2 separate regions of the Macaca mulatta genome follow, and region 2 is linked to region 1. The links are chromatin contacts, called in public Hi-C maps. All regions are on one chromosome and are shown on one strand. The core of a region is the stretch at or near the end of the contact, and the rest is flanking DNA. Distances in the headings are between cores, read along the strand shown.

Region 1 (4,317 bases), core at 947-3,446:
TATCTACATGCAACAGAGTATTATTCAGCCTTAAAAGCGAAGGAAATCCTGTCACATGCTATAACACGGATGAACCTTGAGACCATTATGTTAAATGACATAAGCCAGTCACAAAAAGACAACTACCGTTTGATTCCATTTATATGAGATACTTAGTCAAAATCATAGAGACAGAAAGTAGAATGGTTACCAAAAGCTGTGGGTAGGGGGAAAGGAGTTACTTAATGAGTATGAAGTTCCCGTTTTGCAAGATGAAAAAGTTCTGGAGATCTATTTTACAACAATGTTAATATATTTAACATTACTGAAGTGTACACTTCAAAATGGTGTCAGGGTTTGAAGACAGGGTGTCATTATGTTTGCCCGGGCTGATCTCAAACTCCTGGCCTCAGGAGATCCTCCCATCTCAGCGTCCTAAAGCATTTGGATTACCAGTGTGAGCCACTGAGTTTGGCCACCCTAAAATATTTTTAAAGGGAAAAACAAACAAAAAAACCTAGCCCATGGTTCTAGACTTTGTCTTTGCCTCACATTAATTTACTCCCACTACTTCAATAAAAATAATTAGGGCGAAAAAAACAGGGAGAGTTAAGAGCTTATACAGACATTTCTCTAAAGAAGATATACAAATGGCCAACAAACACATTAAAACATGCTCAACATCATTAGTCATTAGGGAAATGCAAATCGAAACCACTATGAGTCGCAGCTACTCCAGAGGCTGAGGCAGGAGGATGCTGCAGGCCAAGAGTTCCAGACCAACAGGATCTCGCTTTGACCCTGTCTCTACAATACATTTTTTAAAAATTAAAAAAAAAAAAAAAAAAAGTGTTGGCCATGATTTTGATAAACTGCGGCCCTCATACATTGCTGGTGGGAATGTAAAATGGTCCAGCTGCTGTGAAATAGTTTCCGTTTCTCCCTGAGAATAAAATTACTGTATGACCCAGCAATTTCACTCTTAGGTATATACCTAAAATAACTGAAAACAAGTACTCATACATAGAAGAACTATTTACAATAGTTAAAAGGTAGAAACAACCCATATGTCTATTAATGGATGAATGGATAAACAAATTGCAGTCTATACCTACACTAGCATATTGAGCCATAAAAGGGATGACATACTGATACATGCTACGACTCAAAAGATTAGTCAGACAGACACAAACGGTCAATATTGTATGATTCCATTTTTGTGAAATAGGCACATCCACTGAGACAGGACACAGATTGGTGGTTGCCAGGGCCTGGTGGAAATGGGGAAGGGGGAGCAACCGCTTAACGGGGCACAGCGTTTTCTTTTAGGATGATGAAAATGTTTTGGAACTGTATCGATAGAGAGGCTGGTTGTACAGCATTGTGAATGTACTAAATGCCACTGAATTGTTCACTTTAAAAATGACTGGTTATGTCAATTTCACCTTAACAAAAAAATTACATACAGTACTCAGATTTTAAAAAGCATCATTTCACCAAGATTCCACGAATTAATGTGAGATGATCAAAGCGGATTCAGTAGAGTCATTCAACTTCGAACGTGAAACAGTCCTAAACTCAAACCTTTGTGACACTAAAGTGGGAAGATGGTATGTGATAATTTTAGAAAGTAAACATTATTCTTGTTTACTTGATTTGGAACTCGAACTTTTATTATTTTGAGGCGGAGTCTCCCTCTGTCGCCTAGGCTGCAGTGCAGTGGTGCGATATGGGCTCACTGCAACCTCCGCCTCTCGGGCTCAAGCGATTGTCGTGCCTCAGCCTCCCTAGTAGCTGGAACTACAGTCGCCCCCCCCCACCACGCGCGGCTAATTTATATATTTTTATTAGAGACGGAGTTTCGCCATGTTGGCCAGGCTGGTCTCGAACTCCTGACCTAAAATAATCCGCCCGCCTCAGCCTCCCAAAGTGTTGGGATTACAGGCGTGAGCCACCCAGCTCCAAAACCCAGGGAGCGTGGAAAAGACAAGACAGGGAAGGGGCTAACCCTCAGAATCACACGCGGGCTCGCCTTACCAGACCACCACTGCTGGCATAACCTCACAACCACTGGCAACCAACTTCACCTCCCAGACCCTGATTCAACTCAACCCCGGAAGTGCCGCCCACCCGTGCTTACTTCCGCTGTCCCGTACTTCTGCTCATCTCGCGAGAACTGAAAGCGCCTATGAGACTTGCGCTAAGCGGAAGTTGGTCCTCTTTTCCGTGGCGCCTCGGAGGCGTTCGGCTGCTTCAAGATGAAGGTAGGTGGTGGTGGCGAGTGTTAGACTGGTTTGGGGAACGTGAATCGAGTCCCAGAACGCGGCATTGCCTCATTTCCAGCACTGCAAGATCCTGGCTTTAGGTGCAGAAGGGTCTCAAGTAGGAGAAGGCTCGCTTTTCTGGGGCATGGAGCTTTTTGGCCGAGCGGATGGCAGGCGATTGCGGCTGGAGCCGCGGCGGGCCGGGAGCGCCATGGTGGCGTCCCGGCGTGTTGCCCAGTTTGCGGCAGGCCTGTGGTGCGGCTCTTGACCCCGGCTTTCTTGCTTCGGGAGGGTGAACAGCTGCGGAGCGCCCTCGCCCCCAGAGTCATTCTGCGGGGCTTGAGGGGAACACGTCCTCCTGAGTGCGGCGCTTCTTGACTGCTACTGTGCTTTCACGTGCTTTTAGTGAGTACGGTCGGCATCTCATATTTCCTGCTTGTGTGGAGGCAACATGAAAGGCTTTTTGCAGTGGAATTAACTTTGTGGATGGCTCTACAATTACCTGTGTAGGTAGTTTCGTAAACTATTTCCCTCCCTTTTAATCCTTAGCTGAACATCTCCTTCCCAGCCACTGGCTGCCAGAAACTCATTGAAGTGGACGATGAACGCAAACTTCGTACTTTTTATGAGAAGCGTATGGCCACAGAAGTTGCTGCTGACGCTCTGGGTGAAGAATGGAAGGTAAAAGTTAACAATCAAATTGTTGCAGCTATTGAAGTCAGACGGTAAACGCCATTGGTAATTGGTATTTGGAATGGGGTTCAGACTGCGGGTTCTGGCTTCTGACCTTTGGTAAGTTGCTTCCGAATGCCACTTTATGAAGCTGAGCTGTTACCTTGGAGGGGAGACATAGAGTAAGCCGTAAAATATACGTAAAGTTTACATCAACGTAATTCTTGCCATGCATCATGCATTCGGCAGATGTCACATAGCTGTCCTCATAATCTCCAAAGTGCGAAGACGCATTGTATCTTGTTTGTTGCTCTTTGATATTTTATCTTCCTAGTGCTGTTATTTCTAATAAAACATCGGTTAGAAATGCGACTTGAATGAAAGACATCTGATAATTGAACTTGATAAGTTGGGAATGTAGACAAAACTTACTGATCAGAGAAAACGTGCTTAAGTTTTAAGTTTAAATTGGTTTTCATAATGAATTATACTTTCTCATATAGGTGTGGTTCACAGAGGTCACAATCCTGTATTGTATAATTTTGGAATAGAAATAGTAAATGTGTCATTCATTGTATGCTCTTGCAGGGTTATGTGGTCCGAATCAGTGGTGGGAACGACAAACAAGGTTTCCCCATGAAGCAGGGTGTCTTGACCCATGGCCGTGTCCGCCTGCTACTGAGTAAGGGGCATTCCTGTTACAGACCAAGGAGAACGGGAGAAAGAAAGAGAAAATCAGTTCGTGGTTGCATTGTGGATGCCAATCTGAGCGTTCTCAACTTGGTTATTGTAAAAAAAGGTGAGGGTTACTTGTGTTCAATTTTCATTGAAATTGATGTAAAGCCAGTTGTCCAAATGCTTATTCATTTGCAGTATCCAATGGATTTGTTTCTTTACCATCAATTCAACATTAAATATTCTGATTTAGGATTCTTAAGGAAGTTGTTGAATTAAAATCTTTTCAATTGTGTCTTCTAAGGAGAGAAGGATATTCCTGGACTGACTGATACTACAGTTCCTCGCCGCCTGGGCCCCAAAAGAGCTAGCAGAATCCGCAAACTTTTCAATCTCTCTAAAGAAGATGACGTCCGCCAGTATGTTGTAAGAAAGCCCTTAAACAAAGAAGGTAGGAGGGATTATGCAATTAGGGCTTGCTTAATTTTGGTGATTTGTCAATATCATTTTGTGTGCATATGAGAAGATAAAAATGTGCCTTTGGAGCCTTAGCATTCTTCACCTGGAGTCTGAATTTTTACAAAAAATATGTGGGGGTGGCCAGCATACCCACTTGGTATTAATCCTTGCTTATTATATCCAGTGCCTTGTAGAGTGCAGTAATTTCCTTGAAAATCTGCCTGTGAATCTTTGATGTATACATTTATCCAAAACTAACCTGACTTTA
Region 2 (4,317 bases), core at 1,241-3,740, 280 kb after region 1:
TCGGCCTCCCAAAGTGTTGGGATTACAGGCGTAAGGCACCATGCCCGCCCCAATCAGAAAATCTTAGAGTCCACCTATGACCTGAACCCTCCACTCTGAGTTGCCTCACCTTTCTGTACAGAACCAATGTATACCTTACATGTATTGATCGATGTCTTATGTCTCCCTAAAACCAAGCTATAGCCCCACCATCTGGGGCACATGTTCTCAGGAACTCTTGAGACTGTGCCTCAGGCCATAGTCACTCATATTTGGCTCAGAATAAACTTCTTTAAATATTTTGTTAGAGGAACCCCTGCTTTCCAGGCCTCTGGTTTAATAAAACATGACTCAAGTGACTCCATCTTAAACTAGTTAGGCACTTACAAGGCTCCTATAAAATTAATGCTTATGGTCTAAAAACAGCCACATTCTAAGCTTGCCACCAATTATAATAACAGAATATTTATGGCCATACAGGACATCTCCCACCAATCCTGCAGAATGTCCAGATGCTCTAAAGAGCAGCCAACTTTACTTAAAGATGATGTTAATGAGCAAGCATAGGTTGAAAGATTAATGGTCTCTGAAAGCACAATAGCCCCACCTTTAGTGAGCACATCTGCGCATTCCAAGTTTAATTACAGCTCTTTATAGTTTCTCATAAGTAGAGACAGTAACAAAGGACCGTGTGTTCCTCCGCCTCCTTTCTGAGGTTGCTCCGCTCTTCAACGGAGTAGTTTCCAATAAACTTCCTTCCTTCATTGTGCTCTGTGATTCACCTCAAATTATTTCCCGCACAAGATCCAAGAACCTGCTCTTTGGGTCTGGATCAAGACTCTGTTTTTACCGGTAACAATTTTACAGAGTTTGACTCTTTGTTGACAGGAGTCAGAGATTTTTTTTGTTGCTGTTCTTTTGCTTGGAGAAGGGTCTTGCTCTGTCACTAGGCTGAATGAAGTGCAATCGTGCAATCACAGCTCTCTGCAGCCTCAGCTTCCCAGGGCCCACATGATTTTCCCACCTCAGCCTCCTGCGCAACTGGACCACAGGCTGCACCACCAGAATGGAATCAGAGATCTTACAATGACCTCCACAGTGAAAAGCTATGCATAAACTTCAAAAAGTGGTTTTAGGCTGGGCGCGGTGGCTCATTCCTTGGGAGGCCAAGGTGGACAGATCGCTTGAGCCCAGGAGTTCGAGCCCAGCCTGGGCAACTTGGTGGGTTCTCTCTCTCTCTCTCCTCTCACTCTTTTTTTTTTTTTTTTTTTTTTTTTGAGACAGAGTCTCACTTTGTCACTCAGGCTGAAGTGCAGTGGCAGGATCTTGGCTCAATGCAACGTCTGCCTCCTGGGTTCAAGCTATTCTTCTGCCTCAGCCTACCGAGTAGCTGAGCTGGGATTACAGTCATGCGCTACCACGCCAGGCTAATTTTGTATTTTTAGTAGAGACCGGGTTTCTCCATGTTGGTGAGGCTGGTCTTGAACTCCCCGCCTCAGGTGATCCACCCACCTTGGCCTCCCAAAGTGCTGGGATTATAGGCTTGAGCCACCGTGCCTGGCCTCTTTTTATTAAGGTGGTTTTAGTGAGGCAGGAGGCAATAATTGCCAGAGGTAGCAATGAGACTTAAAAGCAGGTTACCCAATCCATTTCGAGGCCCTGTTGTCTATGGGGTTTGTGGTAGGCAACAGCCGTCAGTTAAGAGAACTGCAGGCGGCCGGGCGCAGTGGCTCACGCCTGTAATCCCAACACTTTGGGAGGCCGAGGACGGCGGATAACCTGATGTTAGGAGTTCGACACCAGCCTGGTCAACATGGTGAAACTGTCTCTATTGTGCTTTCAGAGACTATTAAAAATACAAAAAATTAGCCGGGCGTGGTGGTGGACGCCTGTTAATCCCAGCTACTCTGGAGGTTGAGGCAGGACAAATGCTTGAACCCGGGAGGCGGAGGTTGCAGTGAGCCGAAATCTTGTCACTGCACCCCAACTTGAGCAACAAGAGCGAAACTCCGTCTCAAAAAAAAAAAAAAAAAAAAAAAAAAAAGGCTGCAGGGGGAGTAGGGAGCCAGATTTCATTTAAAGCAGGCAAAGGAGCATCTAGTATTCTAGTATTTGAGGGCATAGATTTCGCTAATGACAGAAATGAGGCTCAGAGATTACGTGACTTGATCAGAGTCACAGTGAGCATAGCGGAGGATGGAACCAATGCTTCTTCTCTCTACACCGAGGTACAGTGCTCCATTTATGGCTTTTATGTGACGTAACAACTAGCATACACAAGCAAATGAACCCCACACACCAACAATCAGAAAATCCCGAAGACCCGAGGATCTGGGCAAGATAGCCGTTACGCAAGCGCAGAACAATTCGCTGGCCGCGCAATGCCGCGTGGGTCTTGGTAGTTTCTTGGCTGGGCATGACCGGAAGGGAGGAGAGAAGGGCGCATGGCATGGCGGGAGATATAGTCCTTCCGGGAAGTCCCTCCTCCTTCGGAAGACTGGCGGCGCAGGCGCATACTGCTCTTCCTTAAGGGCGGGAGTCTCGGTTTGTGGTGGCTTTGCTGAGGCAGTTGTGCCCGCACTACCGTTAGAAGCTCAGTTTCCCGGAGGATGTAAGTCCCTTTGAGGCGAAATGGCTCGGGGCGAGAAAGGAGCAGACTTTGGCAATGGAAGGACCGCCGCGACCTCAGGCTGACCGTAGGGAGGGATCTTGAGGGCCCTCCGAGTCCCCTGGGTTTGCGCTTTCTTTCTTCGCAGCCGCCGTGCCTACCGCGAGGATGAGCTCGGCTTCGGTCACCGCTTTCGAGAAGGAGCATCTCTGGATGTATCTGCAGGCGCTCGGCTTCGAGCCAGGCCCGGCAACCATTGCCTGCGGAAAGATCGTGTCGCACACGCATCTCGGAGTGTAAGGAGGCCGGGGCTGTCGGGGCGAGGGAGCCTGAGCCGGGGGATCCCGGCCTTGCCCTTTTGTATACCCCGGAGGTTGATTAATCAGAATTGGTTGAGCGGTTACTCTGTGCCAGGCATTGACTCCAAAGTTCCTACTCCCAGTTGCTGCCAGCCTAGTAGCAGAGGCAGACAGTAAATAATGGAAGAGTGCCGGAAGCGATCTGTAGGCGAGTGCAAAGTCTGCAGATGGGCAGAGTGCAAAACTGGAGGGACAGCTTAATTCTGCCTAGGTGGTGGAGGGGTGGTCTGTGGAGTAGTGGGAGGGATGGCGGGTAGTAGTGGAAGAGCAGGGGAATCTTACGTACAAAATGCCTTTTGAACTCAAGGGAGCCTTTGAAGGTGGTTTAACTTTATAATTTTTAATTTTTGAATTAGTAAGGCATGCTGGAGTTAGCATAAAACAACGGAGAAGGTATTAAAAACTAATACCCTGGCCGGGCGCGGTGGCTCAAGCCTGTAATCCCAGCACTTTGGGAGGCCGAGACGGGCGGATCACGAGGTCAGGAGATCGAGACCATCCTGGCGAACACGGTGAAACCCCGTCTCTACTAAAAAATACAAAAAACTGGCCGGGCGCGGTGGCTCAAGCCTGTAATCCCAGCACTTTGGGAGGCCGAGACGGGTGGATCACGAGGTCAGGAGATCGAGACCATCCTGGCTAACACGGTGAAACCCCGTCTCTACTAAAAAATACAAAAAACTAGCCGGGTGAGTTGGCGGGCACCTGTAGTCCCAGCTACTCGGGAGGCTGAGGCAGGAGAATGGCATAAACCCGGGAGGCGGAGCTTGCAGTGAGCTGAGATCTGGCCACTGCACTCCAGCCTGGGCAACAGAGCGAGACTCCATCTCAAAAAAAAAAAAAAAAAAAAAAAAATACAAAAAACTAGACGGGCGTGGTGGCGGGCGCCTGTTGTCCCAGCTACTCGGGAGGCTGAGGCAGGAGAATGGCATGAACCCGGGAGGCGGAGCTTGCTGTGAACTGAGATCCGGCCACTGCACTCCAGCCTGGGCAACAGAGCGAGACTCCGTCTCAAAAAAAAAAAAAAAAAAAAAAAAAAACTAATACCCTTTTAATGAAAAGTATGGAAAGTAAAAGCCCCTTCCCTACTTTTTCCACTTCTGTTAAGGTTATGGATCTCTCCTAATAACCCACTGTAAATAACTCTGTTTTATTTCTATGTTTTATCAACTTTAGCCAGTATCTCTGTTTCATCATTCCCACTGTAGGCCAAGGGGAATTTGGGATAGATACATTGGCCATCTTCTATTCTCCTCAATCTGTTATATTTTTGTAAATTACATATTTTCAGTTCTTCTAGAGGCTTTTTTTTTTTTTTTTTTTTTTTAAACAGAGTCTCGCTCTGTCGCCCAGGCTGGAGTGCAGTGGCGC

The links. A called contact is a pair of places that touch in the nucleus more often than the background predicts.
Region 2: a Hi-C map of fetal cortex germinal zone shows a contact between it and region 1, with 2.2 times the contacts expected there. The contact joins the promoter of HAUS6 here to the promoter of RPS6 in region 1. A contact is called at or near these places in 2 of 14 Hi-C or Micro-C datasets (fetal cortex germinal zone and fetal cortical plate).

What each region holds. Positions count from the first base shown.
Region 1 is chr15:79,810,051-79,814,367 of T2T-MMU8v2.0, forward strand. RPS6 (ribosomal protein S6) reads left to right here and starts at 2,197. Exons shown (of 6, transcript XM_077966042.1): 1 at 2,197-2,344; 2 at 2,793-2,924; 3 at 3,504-3,714; 4 at 3,895-4,041. The coding sequence starts at 2,880. LOC144334693 (a long non-coding RNA gene) reads right to left here and starts at 2,093. Exons shown (of 2, transcript XR_013404823.1): 1 at 2,017-2,093.
Region 2 is chr15:80,091,747-80,096,063 of T2T-MMU8v2.0, forward strand. It overlaps HAUS6 (HAUS augmin like complex subunit 6), which reads left to right and starts at 2,491. Exons shown (of 17, transcript XM_028835138.2): 1 at 2,491-2,590. The coding sequence starts at 2,589.